2 separate regions of the Oryctolagus cuniculus genome follow, and region 1 is linked to region 2. The links are chromatin contacts, called in public Hi-C maps. All regions are on one chromosome and are shown on one strand. The core of a region is the stretch at or near the end of the contact, and the rest is flanking DNA. Distances in the headings are between cores, read along the strand shown.

Region 1 (2,700 bases), core at 80-2,579, 180 kb before region 2:
AAGCAAGGACTATAAAGCAATTGAACCCTGCACTTCCGCTTGCCTGCGAATCCCCCCTTTACACCTCTCTCCAAAAGGGTGAACTCGGTCAATGGCCGCCTGGTCGGGCTCCCCGCACCAACCCGCCCTGCCCCCAAGCCCCCCGCGTCGGAGGGACGTCGGGCACCGCGTCCCGCGCCCCCGATCCCCCCGCCGGGTGCTCCCCGGGGCGCCTACCTTGCAGCGCAGCTCGCGGCCGGTGTGGATGCACAGCGCCCGGGACACATGCTCGCGCTCGGCTAGGGGCAGTAGCAGGTAGTCCGCGATGCGGCTGGGCCCCGGCGCGCTCCCGGAGCTGCCGCCGGCTCCCGGCGCGGCGGGCAGGGGCTGCGGGCTGCACGGCGAGCCGGGGGGGCTGAGGTAGTCCGGGGGGCTTGGGCACTCGGAGAGTCGCGGGCACTTGGCCGCCGCCGCCACCGCCGCCGCCGCGTCGTCCGCATCCAGCAGCCGTTTGGTCGGGGTGCCCCGAGCGGCCGGGAGCAGCAGGGCCGGGCCCCGGGGTTGCGAGGCGCCGCTCATGGAAGAGCGCACGGGACCGGCCCGCATCCCGTCCCCGGCCGGGGCGGTCCCGGCTTTGTAAGTCCCCGGATCCGCGCAGGAAGGCGCTGCGGGCTCGGCGAGGGCGCCGCGACTTCTTCCAGCCCGCGGGATGGAGTTTGCAGAGCGGGCTTGGCTCGGCCCCCACAGGGGCCACAGCGGGAGTGGCTGCTCGGCGCTGTCGGGTGCACACGCGGAGACCACGCTGGCTCAGCGGCCGGGGGGCGGAGGCCGGCTCAGGTCCTCGGACCCCCGCGGCCGCCGACTTGGGGCCCCCTCGCAGGGGGCGGCCGCCGCTATTGTTGCCGAGGCTGCCGACCGTCCCAGAGGCGGCGGCGGCCTGCGTTCCCGGGGTCCCGGGCCACGAGCACAGGATTCCGCGGGCTGCGCAGAGCCGCGGAGCCAATGCACGTCCCGGAGCAATCAAAGCCGGAGCAACTTTTCCGCGGCGCCCGGGGGTCCTGCGCGCGCTCCTGGACTGCGGGCGTGTGCGAGCGGGCGCGACGCGCTCGGAGAGAGTGACTGAGTGTGAGTGAGTGTGTGCGCCGCGCCGATCCCGGCCAGCGCACTCCTCCTTCTCCTTTTCCTCCACCTCCTCCGCCTCCCGGTGACTCACGCTGTATACACACACACACTCACAGGCCGGCCTGTGTAAACAGTTGGGGAGCCGGGTTGTGCAATGAGGTGGCCGCGACGACTCCGGCTCCGCCACCCGGCGAGCAGTCCCCGGAGCGGAGGGAGGAGACTGGGGGGGAGGGGCAGGAGGCTGGGGGGCGGGGGGTGGCCCGCGGGCCTGGGATGCTCGGAGCGGCGCGCGCTCGGGCGCAGGTGGTGCGTCCCGGGCCGCCCGGAGCGCGCGCACTCGGCCCCCGGGCTGGGCAGGGCAGGAGGCGGCGCGCGCCCTCCTTGCAGGCCCCCGGCTCCGCGCGAGCGGCCGAAGGAGGGGGCGGAGGAAAAGTTCCCGTGACGTCAGGGTCTCGGGGAAGTGGGCGGGAGGGCGGGGCCTCGGGGGGCGAAGCGGCCGCTGATTGGTGCGCGCGCCTCATTCACAGCGAGCACAATGGGCCGCGGGCACGCGCGGCGCGGTTCTCTGCACCCGCCGCTCGCTGCGGTCCCGCGGTTACGCCTTTGGCCCCGGGGATCCCCCCGCAGCCCAGCACCTGGGGAGCTCCGGTTGGAGCCGTGGGCGGCCAGGCTGCAGCCAGAGGAGAGGGGTGGGGGTGCGGAGGGAGCCTGGGGAGGGTGATGAGTTCCAGAGACAGTCATTCACCCCCACGCGGTAGTTCCGGGGAAGACCTGTGCGTGGTAGTGGATGTGGCTCCCCCCTCCCTTTTCCTGCCTCCTCCCAGCTCTAATCCCCAGCGTCTGTTCGCTTCCACAAATAGAACCTTCTGTTGGACGAAACGAAAGCAAACACGGGGCCTTCTGCGCCGCCTCCACCTCCTCGCCGCCCGGGTTGCACGGAAATAGCTTCTCCAGGCTCCCGGGCCGCCCCTTCGCGGTGACTCGCAGAAAGAGCTTCCTGAGCCGGGCGGGTGGGAAACAAAGGATGTGGGAGCGGGCGGAAGGGGCCCACGTGGCCGCGGCCGCCGGATCCCTGCCCCTCCCCGGGCCTCCGCACGCGCCGCGGAGTCTGGGGCGCGGGTGCCAGCCTGGGCATCGGGGTAGGTGGTGTGGAGGAGGCGGGGCAGTCATTGCGGCCACGGCCCCGCGGACGCTGCAGAGTGCTTAGGGTGAGCGCAAAGTGTGCGCCAGACCCTGCGCCGAGCTCCGTGAAAACAGCTCGGAATCGGAACCTGGTCAGTTTGGAGCCCCTGAACGCCCAAGGCAGGCGACCTTGAACTTCTGCTAAATCGTTAACTTTCTAAAACCAGGTAGAGCCCTAGGAATACATCCATTTCCTTATTAATTCTCCGTGCATTCAACAAACACTAAGCGTCTACTAAGGGCTAGGCGCTGGGGATTAATAGATGAAAATTAAAGCAGCAATAACAGCTCGAATTAGATGCGGCCTCCAGGGTGGGAGTCCCTGTGCCTAGCGTGGAACCTGTGGGACCACCACCACCTCCTCTAGTCCACGTCACGGAGGAAAACACTGAGACCCAGAAAGATGGGGAAATAGCT
Region 2 (2,700 bases), core at 87-2,586:
CACCTTGTGCTGGGAGTGACTTAATGTAAAATGTCCGCTAATTCAATAAATACATCAGAGCACTTTCATAAATTTTTGCCCAAACACAACACCAATCACTTATGTGAGCTTCTGAATTTTTCTGGTAAACTCAGTGTCAACTGGAAAAATTTACCATGATATAGTTTCTGTAATATATAATACAATAACAATAAATCCAAAACCTGTTATTTTGATACTTAAGACTCAATGCACAGAACAAGATATTTTTAGACTATTACTCTGACATTAAAAATTGATAATATCAATTGTTATCCACTGATAGACTGGAGGTAACATTGGTACAGGACAATGATCCAAAGAGGAATAAATCAATGGTGCACACATAAATGGGACATTAGGGATCAATTTAAAATTGTTTTGAAATATTTACTGAGCCAACACTGCTGAGTGAAATAATCAGGATACTAAACTGATCTCAATTTTGCAAATATGTATTTTATAAAAAAAAGACTAAGGAAATATACAAGATGTTGATATATGGTTATCTGTGGGTAATGGGATTACAGGTGATTTTCACTTTGCCATCTAAACTGAATATTTTACAATATACCCATTTTTACTGTCAGAAAATGAAAAATGATTAGATATAAGGAAATTCTAATGAACACTTACTCAGATTTACAAACACCAAAAAGTTACCAGCAAAGCAGAGGGCTTCTCCATTTTTAGTATTAATTGCAATATACAGCTGTAGACATGATCAAAAACCAAGAGTTAATGCTGTGGCTTAGAAAAACATATTAACAAAAGTTGTCCTTAGCTCTAAACAGAAGGCAGAGTAAGTCAACATGTGACTCCTTATTTGGCAGGTCCCAAAGCAGCAGCTCTGGGGGGGAAGGCCCAGGCTGGCATTCCAGTTAGCCCCGCCCTCACCAGCTGTGTGGTTTGCTCTCTGAGCCTCACCAATCCTCCAGTCAAGGATGCGCACACTCCCTCACCACTGCCCGACACCACTGCAGGAATCTCTTCCACAATGGCAGTGTCCTGGCAGGCCCTCTCCTGCTCACGGATCCGGGGACTGCACCCCCAACTTCAGGATGAACACGCCAAGGCAGGGACTCATTCTGATTTGAAGGGAACCAGGAATGTCTGATTAAGCTTGTCAGAGTGAGCTATCCGAGACTGCACCAGCCGTGACTGTACCTGTAGCACTCACTGGTGGACACTCTGTGAAGGGGAATGGGGGTCACAAAGACAGCTGAAGGGGGTGGGGTGGAAGCAGGTAGAGAAAGACACAGAAAGACGAGGGAGAAGAGGAGAGAACAGTGTTGGAGGGCAGTGCCATCAAAAGGGCAGAGAAAAGAGGAAACTAGGAAAAGCAGAAATAACCAGAGCGGCAAAAAGGGGGGAGTAAGGGGAAGAGAGAAAGTCATTTCTTCCTCTCCTCCATCTTCTGTCCCATTCTCCCTCCCAAATTTCCTCCCCTAATCACACTTATTTCCCTGCTTCCAACTCTCCTCTCGCTCCTCCTCCTCTGGCTCCCACCTTCTTAGGATGAAAATCAAGTTTTTATTCTCAAGAGTCATTTCCACTCCCTCTCAGACAAGTGCATTCCTTCCTCCAGGAGTCAGAAAGTGGGACAGGGAAACACTAACCCAGAGTGGACTCCAACGCTGGAACTGACTTCCCAAACCCCAGAGGCCCCGGAGAATCACAAAGGAGATCTAGCCTGATGCTGGCTGCCGATAGGAGGGGACCCAGTGCAGGGAGAGCAGCTGTTCACCCCGGCTCTCTGCCCTTGGCTACTCCCTGTCCTCGTGAGCACTATCTTCAATTACAAAGGATGTACTCTCTTCAATTATAAATGTGAATGTCCCATGATTAGAATTTATCATCTGATCACTGTACAGTCACCTTCCTTTTCTGGTGAATGTCAAAAATGTTAGCTTAAAATGTCAGAGCCGGGCATGGTATAAAAGTAAACCCACATGACAACTGGGCCACGTACGTAGTTAGTTGAAAGTCACACAGTCCTCGGGGTAGGAATGCGTTATTTCCAGTGCATCATCTCCATGCCCAATATGTCAGCTTAACGTGCCAAGAGAAAGTTCAAGAAAGAATGCTAGATTCTGACTGAACAAAATGGTATGCATTCTTCTTTTGCAGTAAAGTCTGAATTGAATCAAAAGTGTCCGTAATTGTTAAGTGGTACACGTGTGGGTACCAAGTGGGGGCAACTTGAGAGAGACTCAGGAGACACTTTGGTAACACTGTAAACAGTCTATCAAAATCCATCTTTCGGAAATTGTTACTTGAAGAAACTGTTCACATCGCATCTGGAAATGTGTTCATTCTTCAGTTCAAGTGTGTTATTTTACACCTCATCAAACAGGATGATCATTTGTCCACAACTGCCAAAGCCTGAAGTGAAAGCTAAAATGTCCTTGCAGATGGCTTTGTTCAGCAAATTAGCAGAATTTGCTCCTATGCTAAGAAAAAGCATTTTCTTATAAAATATGCCACGAAATAACAAAGGGAGTACCTTATTAAGTAAAACCGAGGCCTCCTCAAAGTGCACTGTAAAACAAACAAGCCAGTGGAACGCTCCTTGGAGAGGCTGCCTTGCGGGCTGTGCCCATACTCCTCTCAGGGGGCGCTGCGGAACAGCAGGTGCGGGAGCTCAGCATCTGCACGTCTTCCCCCTCTTCTGCAGCTCTC

The links. A called contact is a pair of places that touch in the nucleus more often than the background predicts.
Region 1: a Hi-C map of psoas muscle shows a contact between it and region 2, with 5 times the contacts expected there. The contact joins the promoter of TRIB1 here to the enhancer-like site in region 2. A contact is called at or near these places in 5 of 6 Hi-C or Micro-C datasets (ear pinna, embryonic fibroblasts, psoas muscle and 2 more).

Annotation. Positions count from the first base shown.
Region 1 is chr6:151,043,778-151,046,477 of mOryCun1.1, reverse strand. TRIB1 (tribbles pseudokinase 1) reads right to left here and starts at 1,329. Exons shown (of 3, transcript XM_002710613.5): 1 at 217-1,329. The coding sequence starts at 585.
Region 2 is chr6:150,867,002-150,869,701 of mOryCun1.1, reverse strand. All of the region lies in intron 4 of NSMCE2 (NSE2 (MMS21) homolog, SMC5-SMC6 complex SUMO ligase), which reads right to left. Among named protein-coding and RNA genes, the nearest start is that of WASHC5, 130 kb to the right of the region's middle. Within about 2 kb of position 1,336, at least 3 of the 8 cell types and tissues checked have an H3K27ac peak or open chromatin away from gene starts, as enhancers often do. A contact at or near this core is called in ear pinna, where this site is marked.